2 separate regions of the Ovis aries genome follow, and region 1 is linked to region 2. A link is a contact called in public Hi-C data. All regions are on one chromosome and are shown on one strand. The core of a region is the stretch at or near the end of the contact, and the rest is flanking DNA. Distances in the headings are between cores, read along the strand shown. Region 1 overlaps GARRE1 (granule associated Rac and RHOG effector 1). Region 2 holds the start of GARRE1 (granule associated Rac and RHOG effector 1).

What was found. Hi-C and Micro-C count contacts between places; a contact is called where the count stands out from the background.
Region 1: a contact with region 2 is called in a Hi-C map of muscle, with 4 times the contacts expected there. The contact joins the enhancer-like site here to the promoter of GARRE1 in region 2. A contact is called at or near these places in 5 of 16 Hi-C or Micro-C datasets (blood, hypothalamus, muscle and 1 more).

The regions. Positions count from the first base shown.
Region 1 is chr14:44,242,685-44,247,568 of ARS-UI_Ramb_v3.0, reverse strand. GARRE1 (granule associated Rac and RHOG effector 1) reads right to left here. Exons shown (of 15, transcript XM_060398484.1): 9 at 4,583-4,680; 10 at 505-630. Among named protein-coding and RNA genes, the nearest start is that of GPI, 23 kb to the left of the region's middle. Within about 2 kb of position 1,913, at least 3 of the 54 cell types and tissues checked have an H3K27ac peak or open chromatin away from gene starts, as enhancers often do. A contact at or near this core is called in muscle, where this site is marked.
Region 2 is chr14:44,177,438-44,181,773 of ARS-UI_Ramb_v3.0, reverse strand. GARRE1 (granule associated Rac and RHOG effector 1) reads right to left here and starts at 2,829. Exons shown (of 15, transcript XM_060398484.1): 1 at 2,773-2,829.

The DNA.
Region 1 (4,884 bases), core at 664-3,163, 67 kb before region 2:
GGTGATGGCTGCAGTGACCCTGGTTAGGTCACCTTGCTGTTCTGGGCCTCTGTGTGCTCAGGAATGAAGACATGCAGAGGGCCTGTGGCTAAATGTTCAAGGTCTCTACCAGTTCTAAAGTTTATTCACAAATAGATAATCTTGCAACTGTCAGCACTTTCAGATATAAATAAATTTAATGCAAGATATAAGTAAATTTTCTAAACACCTTTCTGCTCTGAGTTCATAGGGAGAATGTGAGCTTGGTTAAAATCCTTTTGATGGACTTAACTCTGAAATGATACAACAAATGAAGGCAAAAGTGTTCACAAACTGGGGAGTCTGGGTAAATAAAGGGCGATTCTCTGTTCTATTCCTGCAACTTTTCTGTAAGCTTGAAATTATTCCCAAATAACAAGTTGACCCAAAGTTCCCCTTCTTGCCTTATTTACTCACATACTATGAGTGACATGAGCTCACATGACCCTGTAAGTGGTCACACTGCTCCTCGGCAGGGACACCCACCTCCCTGCCCTCCAGCGGGTGAGGTCCAGCACCGCAGTGTAGAGCACATCCACCAGGCCCAGCGTCTTCTCGGGATCTAGGCTTCTCTGCAGCAGGGACATGGTAGCCGGGTCTTCTTTCAGGCACCTAGGCACCAATCGGAAAAGGCAATGGCACCCCACTCCAGTACTCTTGCCTGGAAAATCCCATGGACGGAGGAGCCTGGAAGGCTGCAGTCCATGGGGTCGCTAGGAGTCGGACAGGACTGAGCAGCTTCACTTTCACTTTTCACTTTCACGCATTGGAGAAGGAAATGGTAACCCACTCCAGTATTCTTGCCTGGAGAATCCCAGGGACGGGAGAGCCTGATGGGCTGCCGTCTATGGGGTCGCACAGAGACGGACACGACTGAAGCGACTTAGCAGCAGCAGCAGCAGCAGCAGCAGCAGGCACCAATCAAGTTGCGTGAGTCTAGGCTGCTCTTCTCCACAACAGGGTTCCAATTTTCAAGCAGGCCTTATACAAAAGGCCACAACTTTTGGCACCAAAGAAATATTTAGTAATCATAAGAATATTTAGAGGTTGACAGGGCTAACACTGGGGCTTGCTGCTCCACAATAGGAAGGGGAAGCAGTACAACAGGGCCTTGGCGTCTCCACAGATTTCTAACTGTCTAGAATCTGTTTAGTAGGAAGAGAAGAGTTCGGTGCAGGGGCTGCCTTCCAGGTGTCCTAACGCCCCTTCACTGTCCTACACCAGCTTCAGCCCTGACTTTCCTCCACACAGCAAGAGAGTGAGCCTCCTCTAGCACAAATCAGAACACACCACTCCCCTGTGCAAAACCCTCCAGTGGCATCCTATTGTGGCTGAAATAAAATTCAAACCCCTCACCACAGCGCTCAAGACTCTGTGACCCGGACCTCCTGCCTCTCTGGACACAATCCTCTTCACTGTCACCTCTTTATGGTGTCCCAACCACTAGGCTTCTCATACGCCCTGAATATGTTGGATCTGCTCACATCTCAGGATCTCTGATGCTGTTGCCTTTGCCTGAGCTGCTCCCCTTTGAGAGCTGCTTTCCCGCTGGCATTCAGGTCCCCACTGCCCACCTGGGACACCTCCATCAACAGGCCTTTTCTGAGAGGGAGAACCAGGAAGATGCCATCTGTTACTGAGTGCTATGGGAGCTAAATGATGCAAATCACACTTGCCGAAGCCACCCTAAGGAGGTGGCAGCATCCCCCAGTGTGACTTTGGCTTGAGAAGAAATATATGTGAGGGTGTGAGCTGGCCAGTCTCAGAAACCCCAGAGAAAGCAAGCAACAAGGCAAGCTCTGCCAGCACCCGACGAGGCCCTGGGCTCCTAGGAGAGAATCCTGGCCAGTGGATCTGGCTGAGGTCCATGCACCTGATTCTCTCAGCCTGGAATCACTGATCTCCAAGACATACTTGCTCTATGTTCTCAAGCCAACTTCTGCTTGTGATCTGGCTGGTCACATGTCCGCCCACTAAGTGAGCATTTTCTGGTCATGCAGAAAGTACTACGGTTTCTGGTAATACTAATTATTTCTTTCTAAAAATCAACAGAATGGTATTTTTATGTTATTCATCAGTCTTGAGAACTGATCAGTAAAATCCCCTGAAGAAACTAAACCTATTCTTTTTGACAAACTACCCTGATTGGCTTAAAACCTTCTACCTGTTCTTAGATAAAACTCTAGTCCCCCAGGGACCCTGCAAGTCCTGGCTTCCACTCCTGTCTTCACCGCCACCCAGCATACCTCCAGTCACACCAGCACACTCCTCAGGTCTCTGCATTTGCTGTTCCTTCTGCCTGCGATGCTTTCCCCATCTGCTCTCTGCGTGGCAGGCTCCTCTCAAATGTCACATCCTTAAAGAGACCCTTCATGACTGACCTCCTCATCCAAAATAGCTTTCTCTTGCCATCTCTACCTGTTATTCTCTAACAGATGATGTCACTCTACTCTTATTCCCCTCATACGCTTGCCAGTGCCTGAACTTAACTCCTATGCTTATTAGCAGTCCCCTCCCCAACCCCCACGCCATTACAAGGCCAGCTCTGTTAAGGGCAGGGACCCTGTCTGTCTTGCTTCTGATTCAATTCCCAGAGCCCAAACAGTGTCTGTCACATATTAGGTACTCAGTAAATATTTGATGAAAGAAAGAATGGGTAACAGCTTAAATATGACAGTTTAAAAATCTAAGTAAGATACTACTTTCGGGGGGAAAAAAAGAATTTAGATATTTCATTATGCTAAAAGCAAAGTAAATAATAAATTCTTGACTAGTTTTGCTAATAATTTCACTTTCTCTAAGTTGGAGTAAAGCAATTACTTCTTTTTGAGTTCTTCTTAACAAGCACATATTCTGTAAATTGACACAAAAACATGAAAACTGTGCCATTTTTACCAAAAGTAGCCAGCAGAGGGAGCCTCTGTAGTCTGTGACGTCTTTCAAGGATGGGCAATGAATTACAAAGGAAATCAATCAAAAAGGGAGAGTTCTGGAAGTAAACTGCATTGTTAACCATTTTAGTACTAGCTGTTTATATTTACCCAATTATCCAAGAGTTGGAAATGTTTTCTTTAAAATGAGAATCCTAGTTAAGTTTAGTATTTTTCAGTAAGAACCTGAATTAGAAAACAATTTCAGGAACACAAAACTCTTACAAAAACGTGAGCTTTTAATTTACTGCTTGGGGAATTCCTTGCCAGTTCAGTGGTTAGGACTCCACACTCTCACTACTGCAGGCCCTAGTTCAATCCCTGATTAGGGAACTACGATCCTGCAAGCTGAGTCCATAAAAAAAAATCTACTGTTTGATAGGAATGAAGACATGAATATAAATTAACTAATAATCAAATTTAGAAATTTATGGAGAAACTCACAGAAGGGAGATTCTGGGACATGACGTGAATCACCAACCCTTCAGATGGTAAAGCATCTGTCTGCAATGCAGGAAACCGGGTTCAATCCCTGGGTCAGGAAGAGCCCCTGGAGAAGGGAATGGCAACCCACTCCAATATTCTTGCCTGAAAAATTCTATGGACAGAGGAGCCTGCTGGGCTACAGTCCATGGGGTCACAGTCGGAAATGACTGAGTGACTTAACACTTTTGCTTTCACACTTGATATATTAACAAATTCTAAAACTTCAAGCAGAATCTCCACTGGACCCCCTTCGCATTTCAAGAAGAAATGGTTTAAATACAATTCAAATGCATTACCCAAGTACCACGTTAGTCCACACGGGCCCAAATAGTGTCAATATTCCTTACTATCTCTTCCTACCTAATTACTTCAAATATTTTCTATATAGTTAAATATTCATTCTGCCCATGATTTTAATAGCAAAATTCTTCCAATATATGTTTAATTTTTCCTATTTACTAATGAAACTGTGCTGAATCTGTAGGCACATCACAAGGATAAATCCCTAGACGTGGAACTGCTGAGGTCACAGCCCTTATTTTAGGCTTCTGACAAATGAAACTGCCCTCCAGAAAGGCTGTGTGATTTATTCAACAACATCTGTGCCAGTTTTTGTACAGTCTGGACCAAACCTAATACTGTTATTCTAAAACAATTTAATAACATGATGGGCAAAATGACATTGTGTTTTCTGCTTTGCCTTCCTTTCTTTGTTAGGTGAGGTTATACATGTTCTTCATCTCTTCGTTGACCATGTCGCCTCTGATTTACCTGTCTACATGCTTTGCCCATTTCTTACTGATTTGTAGGGGCTTTTGTTTGAATAAATTAAGAATACTTCATTAGTTTATAAATGTAAGCAAATAATTAAAAATGAAATAGCTCAGTCTGCCTCCAGATTTTCAGTGACACTGGGCGTGTGATGACATGACCTCTAGGTCAGCAGGGTTGTTGCTGGAACAAAGGAGAAGAAATTCTATGTTTTATACTCAGCTTCAGAGAAATGCTGGGTGACTTAAAGAAAATGATATACTCTGTTCAAAAGCTGTGGACTCAGTAACAAATTTGTCACAAGCAATGCAATCTTTCCAAAGATGTGCAAACATCAACCAAAGCTTAGGCCTGCGTTAGCATAAGAGTCATGTTACCATGTGGATGGGACTTGAACCACAATTCTGGAGCCTTCTAAACTGATCTGGGGGGCATAGGCTTCTTTATTTTCGATCTGTGCTGTGTCAACTACCACCTAAGAGAGAAACAAAAACAACAATCAGCCTTCAGAGAGAAAAGTGGATCATAAACAAATCAAATGCATGAGCCTATCAATGCTGAGTGACTCTGGTAAGACAGCAAACTATCTGGCAACACAGAAACACACAGGCCAGTCAGGAATCCCACGGAGACAGCAGCAAGTAATAAAGACGACTGAAAGCAGTAATACAAAAAAACA
Region 2 (4,336 bases), core at 1,580-4,079:
GAGTTGGGGTCGCCAAGTGGAAACAGGGTGAAGGGATGAAGTGGGTCTCTACCTAGAAGTCACATACTGGATGAGTGAGGAGCATGCACTGAGGGACAGAGGTAGAGATATTCAGCCAGGCCTTAGAAAATGCCTAGACCCTGATGCTGGGAAAGACTGAAGGCAAAAGGAGAAGGGGGCAGTAGAGGACGAGATGATTAAATAGCATCACTGACTCAATGGACAAGAATTTGAGCAAACCCTGGGAGACCGTGAAGGACAGAGAAGCCTGGTGTGCTGCGGTCCACGGGGTCGCAAAGAGTCAGACACACAACTTAGTGACTGAACAACAACAAAAATACAAAACGCTCCCAGGCAGATGTGGGAAGAAGAGAAGCAAAGACAAATGAGAAAGCACAGTCACAAAGTTAAGATAATGACCACGATGGCATCAAGAAGGCCAACCAAGAGGAGGTTCACAACAGCAAGAAAGCGTGGCTCACCATGCCAAATACTTATGATCAAAGGAAATGAGAAAGCAGCAGCCACTGTGTCTATCCATTAAGGGACCATCATGAGGATGGATTCAGTATGAATAAAGACATTTGAAGCACAACCCCTGACACATCCAGGCTTTCAGTGAACTTATACTAAGAGAAAATGGGATCTCACTTTTTCTGTAACTCCAAAAAAGCAATTCCTTATTCAAACCAACATTCTCTGTCCACCTTGGAAGGTCATCATTTTCCATTAAGCAGAAAGTCACAGGAGGGAAAAGAAGAGAGTGGACACTCAACTCATGTGATGTCCCAGTCCACTAACTCTCAGAAACAGTAATTTTCCTATAGACTTGTTAGATTTGCGTGACAAAAAGCTCCTGGTGTATTAGGCTTCAGATCAGCAACAGAATAAACATTTAGCAAAAATTTCAGCTGAATCATGTGCAACTTGTTTAAAATTTTTTAAAGAGGATGCTTAAAACATGCTGTCTTCCAAAAATCCAGGGATAATTTTAGATAGAAAAATCTAGGCTTGCCAAGGGAATCTGAGAACTTTTCTATCTTGGTCTCCAATGCTAACCTACGTATTCGTGTGCAAAAATAGAGGAAGATTAGAATCTCAAATGCCAGACGGAAAAGTTGCCACAACAAACCTGAACTCTTCATATGGAGTTTGTTATCTTGTCAGCAAGAAAGCAAATGAAACTGTAGTAACTAAACTTTCTATCTCAAAAAACAAAATTTTTTTTTAAAATTCAAACATTAAATACTCCCTGGACTTGTAAAGAAAAATAATTTTTACAAAAGATACTGTGAATGGAATTTTGAAAAAGCATACACAAAATCTAAATATCAAACCTGTAAGGAGTCTCTTACAAACACATACTTAGAAGTTTCGGTGTAAAACATGATAAAATGGCAATCATAGCTTATTCAATAAAATTGGGAAGGTATTTGGAAAATTTTTCATATCTTAAACCAAAACTCTATTTTAAGTAAATTAAATAGCTAAAAGAAAAACAAAAACTATGAAAAGAGAAGCAAAGATGGATGTATGTTATAAATACTGGAATGAAGAATAATTTTGGAAGCGTCAACAAAAGAAAAATAATACTACGCATTTTTAAAATGAATGTTACCTTTGACCTCATTTGTTAATGTATACTAAAAGAACCATCAGACAAATCCCTGTGGCAGAATCATCTCTCCCATGACGAACTGGAAGCAACCTACATGTTCATTAGTAGGACTTGGTTAAAGTGTGATATACAATTTATTTATTTATTTATTATGAAGGTATAATATGAAGGTATATTATGAAGTCCATAAAAGTGATAATACATGTATTTATTGGTATCACCAAAATGTTAGCAATGGCTATCACTGAGTGGTAGATTGCAGGATGATTGTCACTTTAAAAAGTACTGTCACAACACTTTGTGTTGTCTTGAGCGAGAAGAAACGAGAATGAACTGCTTTTATAATGGGAGTGAGGGGCGGAAACAAGCTATTTTCAAATTAGGGCCTCTCCCCCCAAAGCTAAGTATTCCATCTGGCAAAATTTGTGAGGAGAATAAACAAAATTCTTATCATGCCAACCAGGCAAGGTTCTTTCCTCGCACCGAGCAGAAGAGGAAGACACACCCCTGACCCTACGCTCGCGTCTCGGGCTTGGGTCCTTCATCCTCAGCCCCGGCCCTCTCGGGGTCCCCGCGCAACCTCCCTGGGCCCGACTGCGCCAACGGGCTCAGCGGGGCCGGAAAATCGTGTTCCTCGGGGCCCGGCCCGGCCCGGCCCCGACGGGGAAGGTGAGCTCAGCCGACCGGCAGCCGCGGGGCGGCGTGAGGGCCGCGTCCCTAGGCAGTCCCCGCGGACCCCGAGACCCATAGGCCGAGGTCCCTCCGCGGACTCCTCCGAGGGGTTTCCGGGAGCGGGTCCCAGGGCCAGCTCGACCTCCCCGGCCCCGGTGGCCCAAGGGAGCGCCCCCGGCCCCTCATGTCCCGTATCCGCGGGGTCCCTGCCGCGCACCCAGTCCCAAGCACGAGCCGCGAGGCCTCTCCGGGCTTCCGTCCGCCCGGCCAGCTCCCCCTGAGCCCGGCGTCCTCCACAGCGGACAGGCAAGGGGCGGGAGCCGACGGCCCTGAGCCCTGAGGCCCCGAGCGGGAGCGACGCCCAGCGAGCTCGTCCAGTCGCCAGCCCCGGCAGCGGCCCACCGCCCTCCCGCCCCGCGGTGGGTGAGCCCGCCCGCCCGCCAGCCAGAGCCAGGCAGCGGCTGCTCGTGCCCGCTCCTCACCTGCGACGCGCCCCGGCCCCCTTCGCACCGCCAGGACCGGCTGTGTACACCGGAAGTGACGTATCCGGGCCGGCCCCGCCCCCGCCCCGGGCTGACGCCGGGTGGCTGAGGACCCAGCGGCTGGGAGCCGACCCCGCCTCGCAACGCGCTACGCGAGCGGGGGACGCGGGCGGCCCTGCACCTCCGTCCCGACCTCCGAGTGGGAGAGCCAGGGTGCGCTGGAGGACCGGCGGCCAGAGCCACCCAGTTTCTCTACTGTGACTTGGCCTCCGGGCGGGAGGGGTCAGCTGCGTCCACACAGATTTATTGTTAAAATTAATTACTGAGAAATTGAGCGCGTATTAGCTGCCTGGTCTTGGTAGGCGCTGTAGGAACTGGATAGTGCCCTCTCCCTCATACGTTTATTCTCCAGCGATGGAAACATAATAATTGTTATAAATGCGCTTGATGATACAGTGCCAACTGAGACAAGTGCTAGGAGGGGAAAGTTGATGGGGGAGGGAGAGAATCCCCAGACCTAGTGAAGGAGAGTGACCTGAGGATTCTTCCCTCAGGATAAGAGCAGGAGTTAAGGTCCTAAGGTGGGAAGGGTTGAAGAAGCAGGGAGGAAAGGATATTATTGCAGAAGTAACGGCAGATGTTTTCAGTGGCTTTGTGTTCAAGAAACTAACGTGATGAGAAAATTTTACTTGATTTGACCATACTTGTGGGTTTAAAAGGATTGCTTGGGCTATATTGTGGAGAAGGACTAGAGAGGAGAGACAAGAGTGGACATAGATTCGTATGCCCATGTTAATAGCAACATTATTCATAAAAGTCAAAAAGGTGGAAGCAACCCGGTGTCCATCAATGCATGAACTGGATAAACAAAATGAGGTATATCCATTCAGTGGACTATTATTTAGCCTTAAAAAGGAAGGGAATTCTGACACATACTACAAAAGGATAAACTGAAGACATTATGCTAAGTGAAAGAAGCCAATCACAAAAAGACAAGTATTCTATAATTCCAATTAAATGAGGTACCTAGAATAGTCAAGTTCATAGAGACAGAGACTAGAATGGTAGTTGACAGGGACTGGGAGGAGGGGAGCATTCGAGCATTCAGAGTTTGTAATTAATGGGTACAGAGAGGGACTTCCCTAAATGATCCAGTTAGGGTTGACTCCATGCTTCCAATGCAGGGGGTGCGGTTTCATTCCCTATTTGGGTAACAAGATCCCACATGCTGCATGGTGCAGCCAATAAATAAATAAATAGATACAGAATTGTGGGTTGGGAAGATGAGAAAGTTCTGCAGATGGATGTGATGGTGATTGCACAACAGTGTGAATGTACTTAATGCCGCAAAGCAGCCACTTAAACGTGATTAAAATGGTGCGTTTTATGTATATTTTACCAAGCTAGTTGGATGGATCGGAGAAGGCAATGGCACCCCACTCCAGTACTCTTGCCTGGAAAAATCCCATGGACGGAGGAGCCTGGTAGGCTGCAGTCCATGGGGTCGCTAAGAGTCTGACACGACTGAGCAACTTCACTTTCACTTTTCATTTTCATGCATTGG